Linked DNA regions of Pan troglodytes: region 1 is linked to region 2. A link is a contact called in public Hi-C data. All regions are on one chromosome and are shown on one strand. The core of a region is the stretch at or near the end of the contact, and the rest is flanking DNA. Distances in the headings are between cores, read along the strand shown.

Region 1 (5,409 bases), core at 2,748-5,247, 250 kb before region 2:
TAACCTACACATTTTACACATGTATACTCTTGCGTAATTAGGTAAACTAATCCCAAGGAAATAACTAAAATTTTAGTTAGATAACTTTCCAGTGTTCCAAACACTCATATATAATACCTGGTCCCAGTCTCTTTCTCCAGATTTTTTTTTCCAGATATTTCTCCCTTTGGAACTTGCTATCCAGTCTCATTTCAGCTGCCTAAGACTGTACTTGTTATCCCAGATTTCTAAAATCCTGTGTCACAGAATCCCTACATATTCCTTTTAACTCCACCAATATCTCCCAAGAAACATTTTATGATATCCCACCACTGCACTCCAACCTGAGTGAGAGTGAGACTCTGCATCAAAAAAAGAACAAAGAGCAAGATACGAAAAAGTCCTAAAAGATAATTTAAAAGATGTTCATAAAAACGAACACCTTTAACAGTATCCAAGAAAATCCAAATGAAAAAAAATAAGATATTGTCTGTCATTTAAAGACTCAAGATAGTGTTAAAAAGAATGTGAGAAAAAATAATCCTCCTACGTTGGCCTTTTTTGGAGGGAGACTTGACCATGCTATTAATATTTTTTTAATTTTTTTTTTTTTTTTGAGACAGTCTCAACCTAGTCCCCCAGGTTGCAGTGCAATGGCGCGATCTCGGCTCACTGCAACCTCCACCTGCCGGGTTCAAGAGATTCTCTTGCCTTGGCCTCCTGAGTAGCAGGGATTACAGGTACCAGCCACCACGCCCAGCTAATTCTTGTGCTTTTAGTAGATACCGGGTTTCACCATGTTGGCCAGGCTGGTCTCAAACTTCTGACCTCAGGTGATCCGCCCGCCTCGGCCTCCCAAAGTGCTAGGATTACAGGCATAAGCCACCTCGCCGGGCCAATACTAAAAATTTTAACATGCATATTCCTTACTCAACAGTTCTATTTCTGGAAGGATAACCTAAAGAAAAAAAATCACACATGTGCTTTAAGTTGTAGGAACAGGATTTTTCGGAGCATAACTGATTTAAGAAAATTTTAAATGTGTTCATCAATGTGCAAACAGTGAAACAAGTTATGGTACACACAATAGCATACAATACAGTTGTTTTATTTTTATTTATTTATTTATTTATTTTAGAGACAGTCTCACTCTAGCACCCAGGGCTCACTGCGGCCTTCATCTACCATGCTCAAGGGATTCTCCCACCTAGGGCTACGGGCACATGCCATCCCACCGGGCTAACGTTTTTTAAATGATTTTTTGTAGAGACAGGGTCTTGCTACTTAGCCAGGTTTGTCTCAAACTCCTGGCCTCAGGGAATCGGATTCCTCCCACCTCAGCCTCCCAAAGTGCTGGGATTACACGCATGAGGCACCAAGCCCAGCCATAATACAGTTGTTTTAAATAAATAGTTGACTTAGATATGACAAAATTTCTAAGTGAAAAATCAAATCACAGAACACTGAAGAGAGTTTCATCCTACACGGAGATGGGATACATGCACACACAGAGACACACTAAACAGACACACACGTAAACTGTTGAGATTCTCTGAAGAGGGGCATGTCAGAGGTCACAACAAGAATATATGGCTGGGTACAGTGGCTCACGTCTGTAATCCCAGCACTTTGGGAGGCTAAGGTGGAACTGTTGGAGGCCAGGAGTTCAAGACCTGCCTGGGCAACATAGCAAGACCCCACCTAATTTTTTTTTTTTTTTTTTTGAGTCTCGCTCTATTGCCCAGGCTGAAGTGCAGTGGCGCGATCTGGGCTCACTGCAAGCTCTGCCTCCCGGGTTTACGCCATTCTTCTGCCTCAGCCTCCCAAGTAGCTGGGACTACAGGTGCCCGCCACTACGACCGGCTAATTTTTTGTTATTTTTTTTAGTAGAGGCGGGGTTTCACCGTGTTAGCCAGGATAGTCTCCATCTCCTGACCTCGTGATCCGCCCGCCTCGGCCTCCCAAAGTGCTGGGTTACAGGCGTGAGCCACTGCGTCTGGCCTAATTTTTTTTAATGGAAAAAAAAATAATATGAATGGATCACTAAAAGTTGTGGGTTTTTTTTTTTTAATGATTGTGAAAAAAGTTTTCTCATACTCACTTTTCCCTTCCCACCTGCACTCTTCCAATTGCGCTCTTCATGTTGCAGCCGCTGGATTTTTGGCAACCACAAATCTGATCCCTGTTCTAAAATCTTTAATGGCCCTGGTCCTAGATGCAGCTCCTCCTACTTGCCTGACCCATCTGTCAGCCTACTCCCCTCTGTTTGCTCTGCTCTCGTACTCTTTCTGCTCGGCCCGACAGTCTTTTTAATTCTGGACCATTTTTCATTAGCTGTTCCACCTTTCTGGATTGCTCTTTTTCCACTTCACCTCTCTTCCACCCGCTCCCACTTCACTGGACTAACTTCAGACTTACAGTTGAAATGTCTTATTCTCAGAAAAGCAATCTCAGACTTGTTAGTCTAAATTCGACGTCTCTTTCAGTACTCTTAGACTTTTCTTTATAACAAACAAATTGTAATTAAATATCTGTTAATTATTATTTTTTTTACTGACTACTTCCCCCACTCACACACAAGGACAAAGACTTCGTCTGGCTTGTTCACTACTTTGGCCCAACAGCTGGCTTAACCCGCATCTCGCCTGACACACTAGAATGACACAGTGGAATTTCTGGATGGTAGGTTTATGTGGCTTCCAAAAAACGGTAGTTTCTACTCTAGTTCCTAACTAGAAGGATTTCCTTTAGAATCATAAAATGCAAATTTAAGCAATCCTATCAGAAGTTGGTTAAAAAAAGTATCCAAAACCCAAAAGTTAGTCATGAAATATGTATACTCTTACATGACTGGTGGCCACAATATGGTTAACTGCTTTCTGATAAAGCAATATAACATACAGCAAATGCCATTAAGGTAACACTATATTTTGTCCCAGTATTCCCAATAAAGAAAATGCAAGCGAGTAATTCAACAGCAGTTACGCATATCGTTTTCGAATAATGTTAACCTATTTTCTAAAGCCTGCACAGCATATTACATGCACAAATAATCCAACAAGGTTAACTAGAGCTCAGCAACGGGTTATGTTAGAAACTGAGTTAATGCAGCTGTGGGTTACATTACAAATGTACACGGTTATGGGAATTTTCCCCGTAATTCTTTAAAAACTTTCAATATTAGTCTAAAATATTGCCAAACGTTTTAAGAGTTGGGTCTCGCTCTTAGGTAGAATTCGAGTAACCACAGACACAATTAACATTTACACACCAAAGAACCCATCATTAGCACGACGACCGTCCCGGGTGGGGGCGGGGCGGGCCCTTCAGACCGCGTCTTTCATGGGAACACACCTGCCTCTCCTTTCCCAAGAGACTGAAGTTTTTCTCAAATACAAGTTAGCTCGAAAAGTCCACCAAGACCGTGACACAAACTCAGTTCGTTTTTCCCCTTCCCTTGCGACTTTTGTCTCTCCCGCTGGACGGCAGCCCAGCGGACCAGCGAGGGGTACCCGCGGCTCGGGGAGCGCGTCCGCTCGGCAAACATTAACCCGGCTGCCCCGGGCCCTCCGCCCCGGCCCGTCGCGCGGTATCGACCGAAACTCGGCGGCCCTGCCTCATTGGCCGCCGCCGCCCCTCCCTCCGGCGGGATTAATGCCCTGCCGGCCCGACGAGCCAGGGGCCGGCCGCCCTAGGGTCTGGGTGCGGCCCCCGCCCGCCTCCCCGGGGACAAGGCCGCCACCGCAGGCGCGGGCGAGGAAGGGTCCACTCGGCTACGAGGGCAGCGGACTGTACTGCGGCGCCGCCGGGCCTCGCGCTTACCTGAGCTGGGGACGGCGCAGCCCCGGCGACCAGAGGGGGGAAGAGCCGAGCAAGGCTGAGAAAGGGGCGGCTCCTCGGGAGACGCCGAGAAATGGCGCCCACGAGCCCACCGGCTCTAATCCGCGGAGGACCCCGACCTCCCACCCGTCCGCCCCTTAAAGCTCCCTCCCAGCTCCGCCCCCAGGGCGGAGCGCTCCGCTCTTAAACGGGCGATGACACCGCCCGGAAATTGGCCGGCACGGCGACTGGAAAAAAGCCGGCGAGGCCGGGCCCGGCAGGGCTGGAACTAGCGCCAGCAGCCGGGCGTCCGCGGCTGGTTTAATGGGGCGCTGCCGAAACCCAGTTCCCGCTGCGGCCCTCCGCCCGCGGAGGAGGCGCCCGCCCGCAGACAGACCCCAGTTAGTCCTATCACGAAGGAGGCTGGTGGAGCTGGCTGCTAGATTCATTCATCCATTCGTTCAAGAGATTAAATCCTTCGCAAATACTTACTGAGAGCCTGTCACGTATTTCCTCCCTTTTTCTCCTTTGTAGGGATTAAAATACATTTAAATCTCTGCTGTTAAAGTAACTTTCACTCTACTGGGGAAACAGTAAACAAATAGGTGTCAAAAGGTGATTAAGTGTAAATGAGGAAAAATAAAACTGGGAAAGAGAAATAAAAGATTACTGCTTAGCAGAGTGTGGTCAGGAGGGTACTCTAACCAGGTGACATTCAGTCCGTTCATTCTACAGGTAATTGATTGAAGTGCCTACTTACTATGAGTTCTGTGTTCTAGACACGAGATACGACAGACAACCAAGACAGACAAAAATCCTTCCCGGAGTTTACGTTATAGCAGGAATATAAACGAGACATAAAATAAACGAGATAAATTAGTGAAATTAAATACTGTCAGACATTGGTAAATGCTAAAAAGAAAAGTACAAGTAGGGAATAACGACAGGCAGTGAGGGTTTGCGATTTTACATAGACAGCAGGTCTCAATAAGAAGGTGGCATTTGGCTGGGCGCGGTGGCTCACGCCTGTAATCCCAACACTTTGGGAGGCCGAGGCGGGCGGATCACGAGGTCAGGAGATCGAGACCAGCCTGGCCAACATTGTGAAACTCCGTCTCTACTAAAAATACAAAAATTAGCTGAGCGTGGTGGCGTCCGCCTGTAGTCCCAGCTACTCAGGAGGCTGAGGCAGGAGAATCGCTCGAACCCAGGAGGCGGAAGTTGCAGTGAGCCCAGATCACGCCACTGCACTCCAGCCTGGCGACAAAGCCAGACTCAGTCTCAAAAAAAAGAAAAGGTAGCATTTGAGTGAAGACCTAGAGGAGGTGTGGGAGGAACCCTGTGGCCATCTGGGGAGAACCGAAGGGAGCAGCAAGGGCAAAAGGCCCTGCAAGGGGACAGGTCTGTCTTTTCAAGGAAGTCCAGTGTGGCTAGAAGTGAGGAAGCAAGAGGAAGAGGAGGAGGTGACAGAGAGGAAAGGGGTAAGATGTAGGGCCTTGTGGGCCCTGGCTAGAGCTCTGAGAGAGGTGGGGGAGCCACTGGAAGGTGTTACCTTGAGGACACTCCGCTTGCTGAAATGAAAAGAGACAAATACTCGTTGAGCTTCTTCTC
Region 2 (4,837 bases), core at 451-2,950:
TTTTGAAAAATCCTACAAATCGTCCTTCTACATACTGATGTCACTACATGATGCAAGCCCAGACATAAAATCTTCCACCCTAAGTTTTGCAGAAACATCCACACATCACCTGTGCAACTGTAAGCTGTTCCATTTTATGGAAACCCTGCGAAATGCATCACTGTTTACCCACATCTCAACTTTTTTTTTTTTTTTTTTTGGCTCAACTACAGATTCCCAAATACAGGTATATACTGGTAGAATCATAACAGGCTTAAAACTTCAATGGTAGGAATAGTTGGCTCATGCAGCGTGCAAGAAGCGCTCATATGAGCCAATTAAAAAAAAAAAAAAAAAAAAGGAATTCTACCAGCAATGGAAAACTCAAGATTCCAAAGCTTTACCTAGAGTTTAGGTACTGGGAACATTCCATCTCCGCACCTATTCCATCCCTTGTCCCTTCGCTGACCCATAACAGAGATTCCAACTCTAACCCCCGCAAAAGCAGAGGTCCCAGGAAGAAAGGACAGAAAGCGTTTTTTGTTTGTTTGTTTGTTTGTGTCCTTTTTTCCTTCCTTTCAAATCATCCTCGTACCTCCGGCTTGCCCCACCTGGCTCACCTCCCAGGAGCCACACATGCAGGTAACAGCCTCGCGTTCAACGTGCAGGGCCGAGAGGCCGGCGGGGACCGGAGAACCTCTTACCTTCGTATATCACAGCCGCGTCCTCTCGGCTGGAGAAAAAAGCCTCGAGGCCCCGGCGCGCAGAGGAGAAGCGCGTCCGCCGTGCCGCTCCGGGGGGCTACCTCAGCGCCCCCCGAGCAGCCGCCGCCGCAGCGGTCGCGCCACGACCCGGAGCCGCCAGCACCACCTCATGCTGCTGGGCAGCCGCGGGCCGGCGCCGCTGGGGAGGTGGCACGGAGGCGGGCAGCCGGCGACCTCTCCTACCTCCCTGCAGGGATGAGATAATCCACACCCCCAAAAGTGCGTGGGGGAGGGGGCCTGGCCCCAATCCTCCGACCCCTCGGCCAAAGCCAAGTCTCTTTCCTCTCCCGCTCAGGCCCAATTCCGGCCCCTGGGACCCAGGAGTCCTGAGAGAACAATGTTGGTGGTGGGGCGCGAGGAGCGGAAAAGCGCACTGCGCGGCGTGAGCTGGCGGGTAATCCTGGGCAGCGTTTGTGTGTGAGAGTGCAAGAGGAGCTCAGTCACCCCCCTCCTTCTCCACCTCCTCTTCCTCCCCCTCCTCCTCCTCTATCTCTTCCTCCTCCCTCAAGCACACCCCCTCTCCTAGGCCGCAGCATAGCAACCGAACATGGCGGCTGCGCAGGCGCCGCCAGTCAGTGGCCAGGAGCGGCGGCGGCAGCAACAGGAGGCGATCTCGCGAGAGGCGAGGCCAAAACCCTGCCTCGCTAGCGCAGGGAGAAGTCGCACCAGTCGGAGCGCAGAGGAGCACGCAGGTGCGAGAGAGAGCGGCCTAGGAGGATTGGGAGGGCGGATTGGAAGGGGAGGCGGAGCGCTGTGGCCCCCGCCCCGCAGCCGCGTCGCGATTGGTTGTTTGGACTGCGACCCCTGCAGGGACCGGATTGTGGGCAAGAAGCGTGTGTTAAAAGGGAAAACCAGACCACCTGGCAGCAGGTCGCCCCAACCTCAGTGCTCCTGGAGGATATAGGTTTTGGGGGGCAGTTTTGAATCATTTCCTCTCCTAAACGTAGGCTCCAAAACAAAGCCTCAGCAACCAACCTGCGTTTATAAAACAAACGTTCGGGGGTGCCTTCTGTGTGCCTGGAACGGTGTGCTTTTTAAAATTTAATTCCTTCTAATAACATGAATTTGGTGTTATCACGCCAGGGTTTTTAGCCAGGTGCATTATAATATTTCATTGGTGATACAAACTTATTGGTAATACGACAGTTGCCTACTGGCGAATGATCTCAGCTGAAATGGGGGAAGAAGGGATTTGGGGACCGCCACACTTCCTTTTTGCCCAATTTTTGTTAGAGCATCCTATCAGAGCCTACCTTTATAAAGACGATCTTTGAAAAACCACTTTCCCAGGCCGACAAAATGACTACAAATCAGGGGAATGTGAACAAATCTGGAAAAGATAGAAATTTCTATTGACTCTCTTCTCCCTCACACCTGTTAGTTTTTCCATTTGAAAAAGACAACTTGTCAATCCATGTTTCCAGCTTTACTTCCTTCACTTGCTTTTCTTCCCAGATCTCTGTTGTAGCCAGTGCTCATTCATTCCTCCCTAAATATGCATTCCTGCCTCTGACTCTCCATTTTCTGTCTTCGATCATGCCATTCCCTCTGCTAAAATGCTCTTCACCTCATTGTCATCTGTCAACATCCAGTCATCCTCCAACCAAAGATCATATGAGACTTCCACCAGAAATTGAATGTTTCATATAAATGGAATCATACAATATGTAATTTTTGTTTAGAGGCAAGGTCTCGCTATGTTGTCAGGCTGGTCTCCAACTCCTGGGCTCAAGAGATCATCTTACCTTAACCTTCGGAGTAGCTGGGATTACACATGTGAGCCACCTGGCTTACACGTAGTCTTGTGTCTGGTGTTAAGCAAGACACAAAAGTTCCTGAGTGGAACTTCCCCTGCAAGTCACCAGGATGGACCCTTTGAAGTTACCAATACTCACCATTATTCCTTGAAAAATCTGAGTTCACCTTAAATCTACCTGCCTGCAACCCTGGAAAGAGAAGAATCAATAATTGTCCTTAAAAAAAAGAGAGAGAGAGCTTTAGACTGTGCCCCAGGCTCACATGGGCCCACTGAAAATTGAATTGGGAAATAATAAATTAGTATATCTCACACTTTAATGTACATGCTGATCACCTGGAGTTCTTATTAAACTGCATGTCCTAATCCATTAGGTCTAGAGTGGGCCGAGACTCTGCATTTCTTTTTTTTTTTTTTTTTCAATAGAGACAGGCTCTCACTGTGTTGCCCAGGCTGATCTTGAACCCTCCTGACCTCAAGCAGTCTTCCTGCCTTGGCCTCCCAAAGTGCTAGGATCACAGGAGTGAGCCACTGCACCTGGCCTAGAGACTCTTTCTAACAAGCTCCCTGGCTTTTGGACCACCCTGGAGTAGCAGGGGTGTAGACTACTGTTCCTTAAACTGGAGTCTAAGAAAAAATATATGCAAATTATCTACAAAATATGTAAATATTTTGCTCTTACTTAAATTATGTTCTTTTAAAAGTTAATATATTCTAGTCACTATGCTGGATCATTTGATGACCACCTTGTAACGAAACCCTGCACTTGATTTTGTATTTGGCACCAACCACAAATTTAATTTTCTGGGGCTAATGGGAAAAGAATAGAATACTTCTTGTGGAAAGGACAGCATTCTGGCTAAGTGAAGGTCATACGTCCTTTACGGCACACTGCACAAAAGTTTAACAGAAATTCAAATAGAGAAGAATGTTGAGATAATTAAGTCAATTATAAGCATGCCAAACAAAAAAGTGCATACCATAGCAGTGAGTTCCATATTCTCATATCAAAGGACAATTTAATTTCAGCAAAACAACAAATATCATTCACCACACATTACATACATCATATTAATTGAATTTTTTAAATTTGTGAATTTAATTTCTAAAATTGTTTTAGTTTTATAGACGTGAGCTATAAGAATAAGAAATTATTACCTAAAGTTTATGTATAATTAAGAGACATAATTAAAATGACTTAACAGTTGGAAGTTAGCAAGAATTTTTTTTTTCATTCAAAAGTGGCCTCAAACATTACTGGATATTGGCAGACACTGCTATTGACTGTTTTTTTTCCTTGTCTGCAGTCTGCCCTTGACTGTGCTTTGGGAGAGTAAGAGCAAAGGTTGTATCCACACTTGGAGGATGTTGGCAGGCGAGGACTGGCCGTTTTGCACTGTGTGGTCAATGGTAGGACCTCTCTTAACCCTGGGTAGCTACAGCCAGAAGGGAACAAGCATTTGTTCTTGCCTGTATGGGCCTTGGCAGTGACCCCAGGCAGCAGCCGTGGAGAAGAAACTTTGACTAGGCACTGTGGCTGACTCACCAGCCACCCACTATCAGTAACTGGAGAGGACTCCTTTGGAAGAAATGAGTAACCGTAGGATCACTGGGGATACCTAGGGAGAAGAACCTCAAGGGAAGGTTGGACTCTACTCGCTAGGTAGAGCTCAGAGTGGTATGAATTTTAACTTCAAAAAGCACATGACTTAAACTGACTTGATTTTGTTGCCTATGCTGGTGAGGTGGGACATACAAAGGTATACAGGCTTTCAGTCAAATGTGAGTCCTATCTAACCTGGTCCCCAACAGGAGACCTTGGTTAGGTACCTGTCTGCCTTAGCTAGTCAGTTAAGGGAGAATTTCATCTTTTTACCTGCCTGGAATCTTCATGCATAAATTAAAAGCAAAAGCAAGCAAATTTAAATAATTTAAACCTTTAAAGAGGTGTCACACATGTTTCCAATAAGTTCAGGATTCTGTGGCTTGGGCTTCCTTTAATCACAGAGCTGTGTTAAATATACTTAAAAAAATTCAAAATCCTATACCATATACCTCTGAGGCAGCTGGCCCAGATTTGTCACCATGTGAGCATGGCTCTCCCTCTTCATTTTCAGCAATTCTTTCCTTTTTTTCCTTTCTTGCTGAATAGCAGCAGAAGACCCATTAGCAATCCTGATATCAGGAACTCTACAAAAAAGTGTAAAATTTTAAAAATCTAAGACTTCTTCCTACTGTCAGTCCCACTCCCAAAAGGTGGGCACTATTGACAGTTCTTGTGTACACTTCCAGAATTTTCTCTGAATATATAAGCTAAACCTACATCTCTTTTCCCTAC

What was found. A called contact is a pair of places that touch in the nucleus more often than the background predicts.
Region 1: a contact with region 2 is called in a Hi-C map of stem cell-derived neural progenitor cells, with 1.9 times the contacts expected there. The contact joins the promoter of EPB41L5 here to the promoter of PTPN4 in region 2. A contact is called at or near these places in 1 of 7 Hi-C or Micro-C datasets (stem cell-derived neural progenitor cells) and 1 of 1 datasets of contacts at active chromatin or transcription factors (stem cell-derived excitatory neurons).

Annotation. Positions count from the first base shown.
Region 1 is chr13:20,693,275-20,698,683 of NHGRI_mPanTro3-v2.0_pri, reverse strand. It overlaps EPB41L5 (erythrocyte membrane protein band 4.1 like 5), which reads right to left and starts at 3,997. Exons shown (of 25, transcript XM_016949606.3): 1 at 3,802-3,997.
Region 2 is chr13:20,440,328-20,445,164 of NHGRI_mPanTro3-v2.0_pri, reverse strand. It overlaps PTPN4 (protein tyrosine phosphatase non-receptor type 4), which reads right to left and starts at 1,700. Exons shown (of 27, transcript XM_525902.8): 1 at 684-1,700.